Linked DNA regions of Sus scrofa: region 1 is linked to region 2. The links are chromatin contacts, called in public promoter capture Hi-C maps. All regions are on one chromosome and are shown on one strand. The core of a region is the stretch at or near the end of the contact, and the rest is flanking DNA. Distances in the headings are between cores, read along the strand shown. Region 1 holds the start of MTDH (metadherin). Region 2 holds the start of MATN2 (matrilin-2).

What was found. Promoter capture Hi-C pulls out the DNA fragments that hold promoters and counts their contacts.
Region 1: a contact with region 2 is called in a promoter capture Hi-C map of fetal liver, with 2.0 times the contacts expected there. The contact joins the promoter of MTDH here to the promoter of MATN2 in region 2. A contact is called at or near these places in 2 of 5 promoter capture datasets (fetal liver and fetal skeletal muscle) and 1 of 2 datasets of contacts at active chromatin or transcription factors (skeletal muscle).

What each region holds. Positions count from the first base shown.
Region 1 is chr4:39,109,322-39,116,695 of Sscrofa11.1, reverse strand. MTDH (metadherin) reads left to right here and starts at 3,391. Exons shown (of 12, transcript NM_001244623.1): 1 at 3,391-4,044. The coding sequence starts at 3,664.
Region 2 is chr4:38,909,834-38,916,970 of Sscrofa11.1, reverse strand. It overlaps MATN2 (matrilin-2), which reads left to right and starts at 1,888. Exons shown (of 19, transcript XM_021089066.1): 1 at 1,888-2,460.

The sequences.
Region 1 (7,374 bases), core at 2,142-4,641, 200 kb before region 2:
TAACCCTTTCAAGCTTCCTTTTTCTCTTCTATGAAATGAGAGGCTTTAGGTAGAACTTCTTCAGGCCCCTTAAAACTTCCAAACTAGAAGTGTTAAATTACATACTGTGGGCTATGGCTCAGGCAATCACAGTGGCAGGATGCCATCCTCAAGATGGTATTATGGATATTCACAAAAACAAGCATGTTCATGACAGAATTACAATTAACAGCAAAAAGCAAAAACACGAAGACCTGTAAATAACCTAACTATCCAACAATAAAATACGTTAAATAAATGACAGTAGAGCCAGAAAATAGAAAAAGCAAATATTTATTGTGCAAACTTTAAAAAAAACTTTTTTGATAATTAATATCAAGAATATAGTGTTGAGAAACCTCATTTTTTAAATCATAGACTGGCCAAAAACCTTATTAAAAACTGTATGTTAGAATGGAGCATGCCACTCCAGTAAGCAGCTGGATCACTTTTCAAAAAATTCTGTGGGCGTGCCCGTTGGGAGCCCCCAGCAATAAACCTGACTAGTATCCAAGGGGACGTGGGTTTGATCCCTGGCTCCACTCAGTGGATTAAGGATCTGGTGTTGCTGTGAGTTGAGGTGTCGGTCGCAGATGCAGCTTGGATCCCACGTTGCTGTGACCGTCGCAGAGGCCAGCAGCAGCAGCTCTGATTAGACCCCTAAACTGGAAACTTTCATGTGCCACAGGTGCAGCCCTAAAAACTTAAAACACACAAAAAATTCTGTGAACTGTTTATTGAGGTATATTTGACACAAACTACAATATCTAAAGTATACAACCTGCTAAGTTCATAGCAATAAAGATAACGCATCTCTCACTCTGCAGTTTCCTCTGGCCCCTTCATAATCCCTCCCTCTCACCTCTCCTTGCTCCCCATCTCCCCTGCCAAGTCACTACTGATTTGCTGTCACTATACATTAGTTTGCATTTTCTAGTTTTATGTAAATGAAATAATCATACAGTACATAGTTTTTTTTGCCTGGCTTCTTTCACTCAGCATAATTATGTTGAGATTCATGAATATTGCTGTACATATTTATAGTCCACTCCTTTTTATTTCTGAGTGGTATTCCATTGTATGTGTCACTCTGACTCTCAGAATAAGCAGTCTTCATTTTCAACCTACCTGCTTCAAGGAAAGAGTTTCAGAAATGACATTTCACATTTGTATTAACTTTGCCATTTCCAAGGAGTTAGAATTCTGAGTCTACTTAGGCCAAGCCTGATGTTAACTCTTTTAGACACAGCTTGTTTTGCTTTGAGTCCTTCAAAGCATTGCTTCATTTAAATTCTACCTAAATTTCACTCTGCTCCAAGTTAATAAACCTAACTTTGTGGGGCTACCAGACATCCCTGGCAAGCTTTATCAAATGGGCTATTAAATTAACATGAATGCTCATGACCACATGAAATGCAAAAGAATATAAACAGTGTTTTAAGGTCAAAGGAGAGTAACAGGAAAAAGAAGGAACAGTGATAGGATTTAACATAATCAATACTTGACAGGCTGCCAAAGGAATAGGCAAACCCAGCTATAATTACTGTATAATAGCTTAATTCATAAATCCTTAGGGGTTAGAGTTCCCGCGTCGTGGCTCAGCAGTAATGAACCCAACTAGTATCGGTGAGGACACAGATTCAATCCCTATCCTTGTTCAGGGGGTTAAGGATCCAGCATTGCTGTGAGCTGTGGTGTAGGTCGAAGACGAGGCTCAGATCTGGTGTTGCTGGAGCTGTGGCGAAGTCCAGCAGCTACAGCTCAGATTGGACCCGAAGCCTGGGAACTTCCACATGCCATGGGTGTAGCCACCAAAAGACAAAAATAAATAAACAAATAAATCCACAGGTGTTAACCTAGAAAGGGCAGTGGGACTTCTTAGGAACATCACCACCCTTCATGTCTCTGGAACCAAATATAGAATTATACACCACTTTCATAAATATAAATGGAACTTGGAACCTTGTAGAGATAAAGCAATTCTGATGACATCGAAGTTTTGTGCTTTGTAATTTACACTGTCTTTAATTATAAGTCTGTATAAAGCTTAGCAAGAGTCGTTTATTTATTTTATTTATTATTTACCAAACTCCTTTCCACCCATTAATCACAACATGCATTACAACGCCACTGCAAAAGTAGGTCAAAATACTCCTAAATACATTTTTGGCACTCTGTACTTATTAATATTACCCCTTTCCTAGTCTTTGAAAAAGTCTGTATTTAGTTCACTTAGGACACTTGCTTACACGCTAATTATTAGCTAATGATAAAACACTGAGTTTCCTTACAGGGAAATGTAACTTCAAAAATCTAAAGCAGCCCCCAAATATAATCTTTGTAATTAAGATCTGAAAATTCATTTCTACCCAGATATGGTCAGCACAGCATACAAAAATAGAAGTTTTATGTATAACTGAGTCACTTTGCTGTACAGCAGAAATTAGCACAACGTTGTAAATTACCAAGAATTTTTAAAAAAATTTTTAAATAGAATTTTTGGAAACTCCTTTTGTGAACTTGCATAAAAGCTTAAAGCACAAGGAAACTTACCTCTATATGTATAATACAATCTAACGTGTTTCTCATTATTTCTTGCTGAAGCTCGAAATGAGTAGGAAAATAACGCTGTCCATGGGCTTTCCACCTTTTGAGTTCCACTAACTGACAGCACGAAGAGCAAGAGTGGAGTGAAACCACGCGAAAGCGCCCTGGCCGGACAGGCAAATGGTAGGCACGCAATGCGGGTAAGGTGGCCCTGAAGAATACAAACCCCATTTGACAACTAAATAAACTCAGGCCCTCGAAGAAGAGTGCCCAGCTCCAGACTCAGCTGAGCCCACGCTGGAACCATTTAGTCGCCCCAGGGTGAAAAAAGCGCTTCCACTTCAACACCTCTCCCAGAAAAAGAACGAAGAAAACAGACACCTACTGAGGCGACTTTGACCTAGAACCTGTGACCCGGTTCCTCGCTCTTCGCCCTCTTCCACACCCCCCGCAGCCCCCAGCCTTCCTCGAGAGCCCCTCCCCTGGACTCATTCAAAGCGCCACGTCTCCCAGCTCCCGGCCACCAGCCACCCCGAAAAGGCTTCCTCCAGTTAACCCCTCCTAGCCTTCCGCCCAGAGTCACCCGTACCCAAAGCGCGGCGCCTCCACCAGGCCCAGATGTGTCACCACCAGCCGCCGCCACGGCGGTTCCCTCGCTCCAACAGCTCCCGCCCAGCCCGGCCTCGCTCGCGCCCACGTGACACCCACGCCACGCCCACCTGCTCCCACGTGACCCGCGGCCCTGCTCGACGTCTCTGCGCGCGGCGTGGGTCGCGGCCGCAGCCGCCATTGTTCCGCCGAAGGAGGACAGCGGGGCCTGGCACTGGCGCCGACACGCCGCTTAGCGGCCGCCACTGGAGACACTCCCTCCCGCCGCCCCCCTCCTCTTGGCGGCGGCGGAGTGAGGCTGACAAGGGGGAACTGGGAGCCCCCTCTCCTGGCGACAGGAGCGGCCGATCCCCGGCCCCGGCGCGAGGGGCGGCCGCGATGCGCTCGGCCTGAGGCAGACCGGCCCGGCCCTTCCTTGCTTCCCTTGACTGTCCCACGGCGTCTGTGCGCCCCAGCGTCATCCCGAGAGTCCCCCTGACGGGAGGGAAGATGGCTGCACGGAGCTGGCAGGACGAGCTGGCCCACCAGGCCGAGGAGGGCTCGGCCCGGCTACGAGAAATGCTCTCGGTCGGCCTAAGCTTTCTGCGCACCGAGCTGGGCCTCGACCTGGGGCTGGAGCCGAAGCGGTACCCGGGCTGGGTGATCCTGGTGGGCACGGGCGCCCTCGGGCTGCTGCTGCTCTTCCTGCTCGGCTACGGCTGGGCCGCGGCTTGCGCCGGCGCCCGCAAAAAGCAGAGGAGCCCGCCCCGCAAGCGGGAGGAGGCGGCGGCCTCGCCAGCCCCGGCCGCTGATGACCTAGCCCTGCTCAAGAATCTCAGGAACGAGGAGCAGAAGAAGAAGAACCGAAAGAAATTGCCCGAGAAGCCCAAAGTGAGTAGGGGAGGAGCGGTGGGAGAGTGAGGGCGAGGGGCCGGCGTGGAGCCCCTTGAGCGGAGCCGGAGGCCGAGCTCCAGTAGCCCCAGTCGGGAATGGAAAAGGGAAGGAGTGAGATCAGTCGGGAGCCGGGGCGCAGGTCTCCCCGGACGGAGGAGGTGATCGGTGGACACGTTACTTGGAGAATGGTGGAAACTCAGGAAGTATAGGACGGGTGGATACGAGCAGTTTCAAGGGAGGAAGTTAGACGGTATGGGGTAGGTTCAAATAAAAGCGCCTAGAAGTCAAGTCTTTTTCGGGAACCCAGACCGCCGGAATGACATACCAACTCTCTGAGGCCTACTGGGCAGGCTGCATGTGTGTGTGGAGGGCGATGGGACCTTAAGGTGGTCCTGGGAAGTTGTGGCAAGACTGCGCCTGGGCACACAGAGCCGGGTTCAAGTCACATTGAGGTGGTTGTCAGGGGAGGAGATAACGGTGACCTAAAAATGTGGGGGGGATCACACGAGGATTAAAGGTACCCAGGTCTAGACGCGCTTCCATTTTAGTTGGGACTGTTGAAGGGAAATGGTTGCCCACTCTCACTCTGGTGAATGTGGCCAATGGAGGCCGGCACAGGAGCAAGGCAAGAGGGAGTCTAGTCTGTTGGCTAATGTACCTCGGGGGGACGTGGTCCTGAAAGAGCGCTAAGGCAAGTGCAAGTCCAGCTAAGTGGTGAGAGAGGATTTGAGACAGAGTAAAGGGATGACAGAGCAGAATGGTGAAGGCTGCGAGAGGGAGTCAAGGCACCGTTTTACCGGAGCACGTGTGGAAATGCGGAGAGCATCGCATCCGTTTTATCCGGCCTTCGCGTTTTATTTCTACAGTCTCCCGTCTTTATTGCCATTTCCCCATGGTTCTCTCAATCCAACGTTCATGCTTTTATTTATCTTGTGAAAATCCTGTACAGTTGAGCAGAGTATGGAGGGTGTGCAAAATTAGAAACAGCTCCTAACCTATTTTTATATCCACTGAATTTAGCTCTTCACCTTTTCAGTACAATAAAGTGCTGTGTGAAATGCACTCTGGTGTTGGCTGGACAGTGGGAGGTATACACATGGGAGTTAGAGTCAGTCATGGAGAGTAGTGTAGGAGACAGATTCAAAAATAACGCTAATATGTTTTAGACTGATTGGTGGGTACGGTAGAGGTGTGAGCAGTGTAAATGAGGTTTGGTGAGTGGGAAAGTCATTCCATAGGAGGGATTTAGGCAAGTTATGGGGGGAAGTGGGGTTTGAGTTCAAGCTAAAGTAATGAGGGTATTGTTGGGCACAGTACAAAGAATAAGACTATTAGAAAATGACAGGTCACAGTTACTTCTGTATTAGGCCTAGATTAGACCTGCTGATTAAGAGAATGCAGGGTACATACCTGACCTGGAAAAGGAGACAACTTTGCCAGTATGAATACTACCTTAAGTTGGGAGAAGAGAAAATAGAACTGATTTGGAACATACGTAGTTCTATTTAAATATGTAGAGAGCATCAAGGATTACCAGAAAGTAATGTTATGGTGGAAATTAAGAACCTGGTTCCAAAATAGGAAGATGATCTTGGGGGGGGGGGAAACAGCACGTTAATAATCGTAGGCTCTGTGTGGATGAAACAGGTTGTGAAACCTTCAGAGCTCTGTTTGGGACATCTAGAATTTTAGGTAAAGTTGGGTTGAGAGACTAGTGTTCCACGAGCCCATCCGAAGAAGTGCATCACAACTTCTTCTGACTGGTACTCCTCAGAATCAAATGTGAAACCAATTTAGTGGGTCACAAATACTGCTGAAGAATGACTTTGGTAATCCATCTGAAGAGGGAGCACATGCAGGCTCCTGTGGAACTTGTCCTGTGAAAAATGCTCAACAGACTTAGGACTTCTCCCTTCTCCTTTTCATTTGGTTAAGGAAGGGGAATGGCTCAATCCATCTAGTATCACTTTTGGGGATTGGAGAAGAGGAACAGTAACGGGATGGTTGAATGTTAGTTTCCTGAGAAAATGTATTTGCCTGCGTGATGGTGAAGATGTGTTGGAAAGTCTTATCAACATTGATAAAACTGTGGCTCTCAAATGCTTTTGACTGCAACCTACAGTAGAAAATAACATTTTACATTACAGTACCCCCACACATTTTCTTCAGCAGTATTTGTGACCCACTAAATTGGTTTCACATTTGATTCTGAGGCGTACCACAGTTAGAAGAACACTGCTTTACAGGGTTGAGAAGTATAAGCTGCCGTTTATTTAGTACTTATGCTTTGCACTGTGCCAGGTGTTTACTTGCGGGGGAGAAAAGGAGGATACTGCTTGCAATTTGAAGGCGGTAAAAAGGAATACTCATATGTCTCACAGTGAAAGGAATACAAAAGTAAAAGCTCAGTTTCTCCCCAGGGAGCTTTTTATTCCAGTCATGGAAAAAGATATCAAAAACTTAACAATGCAACCCCAGCGTGGGCCCAGGTGGCCAGGAAAGACCTTATCACAGAATTTTGCTTTGAAAGTGGGTAGGAACAAGGTAGTGGGAGAAGCTGAAGAAACCGTGAAGGCTCTGGGGATGAAGGCTCAAGTGTCGGCCTGGCAGGAATTGGGAACTCTAAACTTGAGTAAAGCATTTAACCTTGCTCCGATTAGCTTATCTTGTTTATAGATTGAAGATCTTAGTTGAGTTAAAACACTGTAGGAGTTTTCAGATGTTAACCCTGACTACTTGGAATAGAGTTACTTTGAATGCTTGTTAAAATTTGTGGATTCCTATATGCCATGGGTGCTGCCAAAAAAGAAAAAAAAATTGTAGATTCCTGAGCCCCACTAAAGATCTTATAAATTCAGAATCTGTAGAATTGGGTCTGGGAAATTTGCCCTTTTAACAAGCTCTCTTGCTTGTTTGAAAATCATTCACTGCATTAGGGCCATAAGATCCATAGTATAAGAGAGATTTCTAAGTGGAGTCATGATTAATCTTGTAATCCAGTTTAGTTTAGTTTAGTTTTGTTTTTTAATGACTGCACCCACAAGCAAGTGGAATTTTCTGGGCCCAGGATTGAATCTGAACTGCAGATGTGACCTACAGCAACGCCAGATCCTTTAACTCATTGCACCAGGCCATGGATTGGACCCAAGCTGCTGCAGTCAGATTTTTCACCCATTGTGCCACAGCAGGAACTCCCCAGTATTTTATTACTACATCATTCTGATAAACATTTTAGGATATACTTGATTCTGATTCAGGTGGATTCAGTGATGTAAAGTACTACAGTTTTTTGGAAGGACCTTGCATATTTGTTTAAATATTTTCATC
Region 2 (7,137 bases), core at 639-3,138:
ATTAACTCTTGAATTCTGAGACACTATACACCCTTGTTCTTGTCTGCTTGCATGAGAGCCTGCATGAGAACTGGACATCATCGGAACCCCCTACTTGTGAATAAAGGTCCCTGCACTGAGCCCATAGCAATCCCTGTGGTTAACAAGGCACATTTGGGCTTTCCCCAGCTGCCTGTATGAGTGTTAACTTGCATTCACCTCAAAGGTAACTGGGAAATTAAGACATGGTTTTTTTCTGACTTCATGTTTTGGGATCTCGAACACACTTTTGCTTCCCCCCCCCCCCCCCCCCCGGCAGACCTGAAGATCATTCCACAAGGTAGAACAACTCATTGACCTATTCCACTTGGCTCCAGGGATGCTTCCTATGGAGACTCCCTCTTCTGAAGAATTCTGATAGACCTCCCTGGGGGAAAATACCCATCTGCCCTGGCGTACACCAGACCCACTGAAATCTGTTTCTAAATGACAGTTCCTTAACATTTGGAAGGATTTTGGAATTGCGGTTGTTTTCCTGGTAAATGACTGGATCATCCTGGTGTCTTGGACGAAGGCAACACATTTAAACTGTAAGTTTCCGTAAAGTGTAACTCAACTTCCCTAGCTCCTGGGGGATTTTTTCACTGGCCCAGACTCAGGAAGAATTTTCATTTGTGGGATCTAGAACTGCAGAGACCAAACATTTCCGGAAGACTTTCCTCTGCTTTCTGACCTCCACCTACCTCCTCCCAAAGACATACAAAGAAACTATTTCTAATCAAGGCAGGCAGCCAAGAGTGCCCAGTGGGCCTAAGGTGCAGGCTAAGGGAACATGAATCCAAGATTCTTTTTTGGCATCATGATACATACCACTGAGCTGCCCAGTGGCTTAACCCCTTGCCTTATGGCTGGAATTTTTTCTTTTTTTCTTTCTTTTTTTTTTTGCTTTTTAGGCCCGCACCCGCGTCATACGGAGGTTCCCAGGCTAAAGGTCAAATCAGAGCTACAGCTGCCGGCCTACACCAAAGGCACAGCAACGCAGGATCTGAGCCGCATCTGCGACCTACACCACAGCTCATGGCAACACTGGATTCTTAACCCACTGAGCGCGGCCAGGGATCAAACCCGAAACCTCATGGTTCCTAGTTAGATTTGTTTCTGCTGCGCCACAACAGGAACTCCATGACTGTAATTTTAATTCCTCACCTGGAGCTTTCCTGAAGAATTGATTTTGTACATGGTTTTTATTTATTCTCCAGAAACCAACCTTGTCATCAAATAGGAGTGATGGTTCAGGGTAAAGGCAGCCAAGAGAACTTTAAATGATCAGACTCTGGCACCAGAGATTTTGAAACGCAGTTCTGCTGCCTCTCCCCCATAGCTTGTTAAAACCTGAATTGAGTGGTTGGGTTAATGGTTTGAGGTTAGAATTTTGGGGCAATTATTAGGAGATGTTCTGGCCTGTTGTACAGACCCCACTTCCAGCTGGACAGGAACAGGGGGGCAGCGCCAGCCCCTTCCCTGCCACTGACCAATCCTGTCCGGTGCATCCCTCCAAAGTCCCTGGGGACTTCTAAGGGCATGTTCCCCCCCCCCCCCGCCCCTTCACTAAAATGCAAACATCTTCATCCAACATTTCAAAAGTCTTGCCTGGATTAGACTTTCTCTGCTCCTTCAGGGTAGGAGCTTGTTTCCTTTCCATCCTTACTCCCCTCCCCACCCCAGGGCCTGGTCCGCGGCCAGTGGACGCTCCGTTAAGATGAATTGACACTGGTGCTCTGGGCACTGCCAAGACAGCTTCTGGTACTTGTTGCTAATTATCCCAGTTCTCACCACTTTTTTTCTTCTCAGCGTCATCGATCGTCGCCTCCTGCAGATCATGACCCCAAGTTCAGGAAATAGGACGCCTGTCACGCCTTCCTTCCCCCAGGAGATGCTCTCCTCGCTTCCCCATCTCACACCCCCCTCCCCTCCCGCCGAGCCCCAAAGCTCCTTGTGGATCTGAGCCTGCGGTTCCAGACCCCTGGAGTCCGATCCCCGCCCGGACTTGCGGACCGACTGCGCGGAGCGAGGTGGCAGAAGGCAGGGCGCGCGGCCAAGGTGCCCAGCTCCCGGGGTTGCCTGCAGGGTGGGGCCGTCTTCGCGGCCGCTCCCTCTCCGCGCCTGCCCCATCCCCAAAGAGGACACCCCTCCTCCCGCCGGCCCGCTCCCCACCCTCCGCGGCGCCGCCTCCCCCGCCGCCCGCCCGCGCTGGCCCAGAGCCGCCCAGGCAGCCAGCTAGCGAGGGAAGCTCTCTGGGATGGGAGTTGGAGGAAGCGGCGAAGGAGGAGACAGCGGTAGCGGCTCGGGCTTCTTCCTCGGCTCCCACGAGCGATCCCTGAGGAGAGCCGTGGCTCTCGGAGCGGCGAGGAGACCAGCGAGGAGGACCCAGGCGGCTGCGCCCTAGTCTCGCTTCCCAGGCGCGGGCTGCAGCAGCTGCAGGTGAGCGGGGCGCGCTCCCCCCGGGGCCCTGCATGGCCCCCGCAGCCTCGAGGCGTAGACAGATCCACCGACTAATGGACAGACAGACAGAGCTTGGGCACCGACGCATGCCGAGTCTGCCCCCAGGCCAGCGCCTGGCTCCTGCGGTTCCGCGGGGTCCCTCCCTCCGAGTGCCCCCTCCGCCCAGGCCCGGGTCTCCCGACCCCTCGGGGCAGAGCGCGAGAGGGTAGGCGACGCTGCGGGACCCCAGGCTGGGATAAGTCAGGCCTCCGGGCCAGGCGATTTCCGCGCGCTCCCTGCGCCAGGCGCACCGCGCAGCAGCCACCCCGCAGGGCCCCGTGGGGGCGCTGTGCCTCGCCCCGGGGACGCCCAGACCTGGTCTCTACCGACCCGGGAAAGGGAGACTTGTTGAGCGGGGATCCGTCGTGTGATTCCTATTCAACTGGCGAGAGGATCGATTCCGCCTCTCCCCCTCCCCACCCCCCCACCTTGGTCGGCTGGTATTTAACGCCCGTGTCATCTGCATTTCGTTCTTGGTTCTCCCTGGCAGCTAAAGCTCCAGCTTCCCTTCATTGTGGAGAAATGAAAGAAAGGGGAGGGCATTTTGTGGTCGTTGCTAGAACCCCCAAGAACAGTTGAGAGAGAGGACAGAAAAATGGGGACCCTCTCCCGTTAAGGTGTCCAGAACTGGACGCACAGGAAGGTAGCTCCTGGGGAACGCATGCTCTCACTCTGAACAAACCCAAATGATCAAGTTTCAAACCATCGTAAATCAGGGAGCCGGGCTGCATCTGTGCCAAGTGTGTTTAATTGACTTCCAGCAATCGGCCAGGCAGGAGGCTGCAAGGGGCAAGAGCAGTGACTTTGGGGTTGGCCTGCTTAGGTTCAGACCGTGGCTGTGAGTGAAGCTTTCGGGTTAGTAACCATGGAGTGACCCAGCTGATCTATGCCTCACTCTCTTCATCTGTCTAATGGGGAGGATAATACCTACAGGGCTTTGAGGAATAAAGACCTTAATCCACGGATTTCCGGTTGTGGCACAGCAGAAGCAAATCCCACTAGTAACCATGAGGATGCCGGTACTATCCCTGGCCTCGATCAATGGGTGGGGGATCCGGGGTTGCCTTGAGCTGTGGTGTAGGTCACAGAAGCGGCTCGGATCCTGCATTGCTGTGGCTGTGGTGTAGGCTGGCAGCTGGAGCTCCCATTCGACCCCTAGCCTGGGAATTTCCATATGCTGAGGGTTCGGTGCTAAAAAGAAAGAACGAAAGAAAAAAGAGAAACGAAAAAGAAAAAGAGCTTAATCCAGGCGTCCTAGGATTAGGGGGTGCTTTCCATCCCCTGTCTCTTCAGAAAAGCAGGGCATTTCTGGAAACAGTCACTTCCTCCAATTTCGGAAGACAGGTTCTCCAACGATACGCGAGGGTGCAGATAATGCACGTGTATTTAGCTGGAGTTTTCCATTCAGGAGTGTGTCATGCACAGCTCTCCCTGCCTGCTTCCAACAGGACAGCCTCTGAAAACCAAGATGGGTTTAGAGTCTGGAAAGTTTCCTCTCAGCGCCTGAAGCTTGATCCCCGAGACTCCCGTGTTGAGAATGTGGATGTCTGTGGCTCTTCACCTTCTGTTTCCCTGTCTGCCCCAACTTCTATTCCTGCCAATAGAATTCAGTCAGCCTCCCTTGTTGCCAGGCCTTTCTTTTCTACACAGCAGGCTCCAGGGTTGCTTGCTCTGGTGTCCAGGCCCCAGGACACTGGAGGCACTGAGGCCTGAGCTCACTGGCTGGAACTGCTATAGCAGAGTCCACCTCTGAGAGACCCTTAGATGGTGGTCATGCCCCAAGTTCTTACCAGCAATGCCATCTTCAGCAAGAGGTTGTTGAAATGAGGCCCCGGGATTTTTTTTTTTTTTTTTTTTTTTTTTTTGCTTTTTAGCGCCACTCCCACAGCATATGGAGGTTCCCAGCCTAGGGATCAAATCGGAGCTGTAGCTGCCAGCTGTGCCACAGCCACAGCAACTTGTGATCTGAGCCACATCTACAGCCTACACCACAGCTCAGGGCAATGCCGGACCCTTTACCCGCTGAGCAAGGCCAGGGATTGAACCCACGTGCTCATGGATGCTAGTCAGATTTGTTTCCCCTGAACCACGACAGGAACTCCAAGGCCCAGGATTTAAAGAAAAGGATAAAGAAGAAATTCCCTTGTGGCTCAGTGGGTTACGGATCCATCGTTATCACTGCAGTGCCTTGGGTCGCTGCTGTGGCTTGGGTTTGACTTCTGGCCCAGGAACTTCCATATGCCGAGGGTGCAGCCGAAAAACAGAAAGCAAAGAAAGGAAGAAAAGGAAAGCATGTAGATGGTTGCTCCTTGAAAGATAGAGAAGGAATAAGAGAGTTGTTGAAGAGTCTAGAAGAAATCCCTCTGTTTTCCTAGAATCAGCTCTGGCTGGGACCTTAGGACAGGAAAGGGTGAGGTGGGGTGGGGATGGAGGAAGGAGTGGAGAAAGACAAGAGGGTAAACCCTGGCCTGCACACGAGGTGTTGGGTGTGCAGCTAGGCAGGTGGGCGAGAGGGGACATACTGGCGCTCAGGGGTGAGCAGCTGAGCTTGAGACCAGCCAAGTGCGCCAGAGTCCCTGGGGCGGGACTCGCTACCCTCTGGTTTTCGGCATGTGCCTTTGAGAGACCCTTTCCTGGGACTCCCTGTCTTTAGGGAAGCTTGGCAGGGTCCCCTTGTTTGATGGGTCCCCCTGTTTGATGTGCGTGTGGGAATAGGTCAGGAGGTTTAGGGGGACGGGGCGGGGGAGGGGGGCTGAAGCGCCAAGGAGAGAGTAGAGGCTGTCACCACTGTTGCTAGTAAACAGTGCCAGGGAGGCCCTTCCAAGGGGCCAGTTACCACTTGGAGCTCCAGCTGTGAGGTCATCTTTGAACCCTGCCATATGGCTTGGCAGACAGCTACCACTGCCTTACCCGGCAGGACCCTGAAGGGGACTCAGAGAAAGGCAGGGCTGGGCTCTATCCTGGGAGCCTCGGCTCTTGTCAGTAATTGGTGATGATGCTGACAGTGATGAGAGGTGGTGAGGGTACGACCCTGATCTTGGTACCCAGAGGACTTGGGTTCTAGTCTCAGCCCTGTTACTCACCACCTGTAAGGATTTTGAAAAGTTACTTAGACTCCCTGCCTCTGTTTCCTCATCTGTGAATGGAAATGGGATTGTTGGGAGAATTAAATTAGTTAACACACATGCAGCGCTTAGTATGATGCCGAGCTCAGAGTGAGTGTTCAATATTTATTGCCCACACTGATTGCTATCTGAGCCTCAGTTATAGCATGAATCAAATGGGCACGATACCCTCTATATCATGGGTTAAATGAGATAGTTATTGTGAATTAATTCGCCACTGTGTGGTGTGTAGTAATGCTCAGAGTGCACTGGTTGAAAATTAGATTTTTACCAAAATATCTGCATGTAAAGTCAGTGGCTAACCAGGTGGACTAGCTAACATTTTTCAAAAGTTCTTTTAAGAGTATTGTCAGAGGAAGCTTGACCATTGCAGAATGTGTCTCCCTCCCCACTGGAACACCCCATTGCGATTTTAGGTGCTTGTATTAGTTTCTTATCGCTGCTGTAACAAATTATTACAAACCGAGTGCCTAAAACAAGACAATGTATTGGCCTTAAGTTCTGAGGGTCAGAAGCCTGCACTAGGTCTCACTGGGCTAGAATTGAGGTGTTAGCAAGGCTGAGTTCCTTTTGGAGGCTCTAGGGGAAGATCCGTTCCCTTGCCTTTTCTGGCTTCTGAAAGCTGCCATGTTTCTTGGCTCCTGGTTTGCTCCCATCTTCGAAGCATAGCAACTTCCAGTCATCTCCTCCCTTCCCCCTTCTCTCCCCTTCTTCTCCCTCCCCCTTTCTTCTCTCCCTTGAGAGATGCAGACTGATTTCTCCATCTTAAGAGCCTCAGCTTAATCACGTCCACAAAGTCCCTTTTGCCACAAAGGTAACGCTCACAGATTACGCTGTAGACATCTTTGGGGTGTTATTTGGCCAAATAAAAGTTGTTATTAGAGAAAATGAGGTAAATCAAAGGATTTTTATCTCACTTCTGTTTCAGGCTTATCTGGGCACCTTCCCAGTTAGGTCAGTTTTTTGTCACTTGTCTTAAAGTTGAGAAGCTCAAGAGCACAGGACTCAAGGCTATGGGTCAAGTCTTCCGTCAACCCTGGGTTTCTGTTGTCGGGTACTATCCCATTCTGTGACTCTACCACAGTGTGTCTGTTCTGTTGTTAAGGTTGTTTCATTCCCACTCCATTTTGAAAGGGAGTGACTACCTACTCATATCTCAATTGTCATAAACTAATCCAACCAGCAATGATTAGGAGACATTGTATGGAGCTATAGGGCTGCAGTAGGGGGTTAATGACCCTAGTGTGTGTGTGTGTGTGTGTGTGTGTGTGTGTGTGTGTGTGTGTGTGTGTGTGTGTGTGTTGCTGGGGTGGGTGAGGGCGTTGCTGACGTTAGCATTGTCACACACGGCCAGAGCTATAGGACTTTGCATGCTAAGCTTAGGAATCTGGATTTTGTGGCTTGGTATGTGGAAGTCACTGAAAGCTTTTGAGCAGGGGTGCAATAAGCATAGTATTGTATTGGAAAGATTGAACTCAATGCCAATTGGATT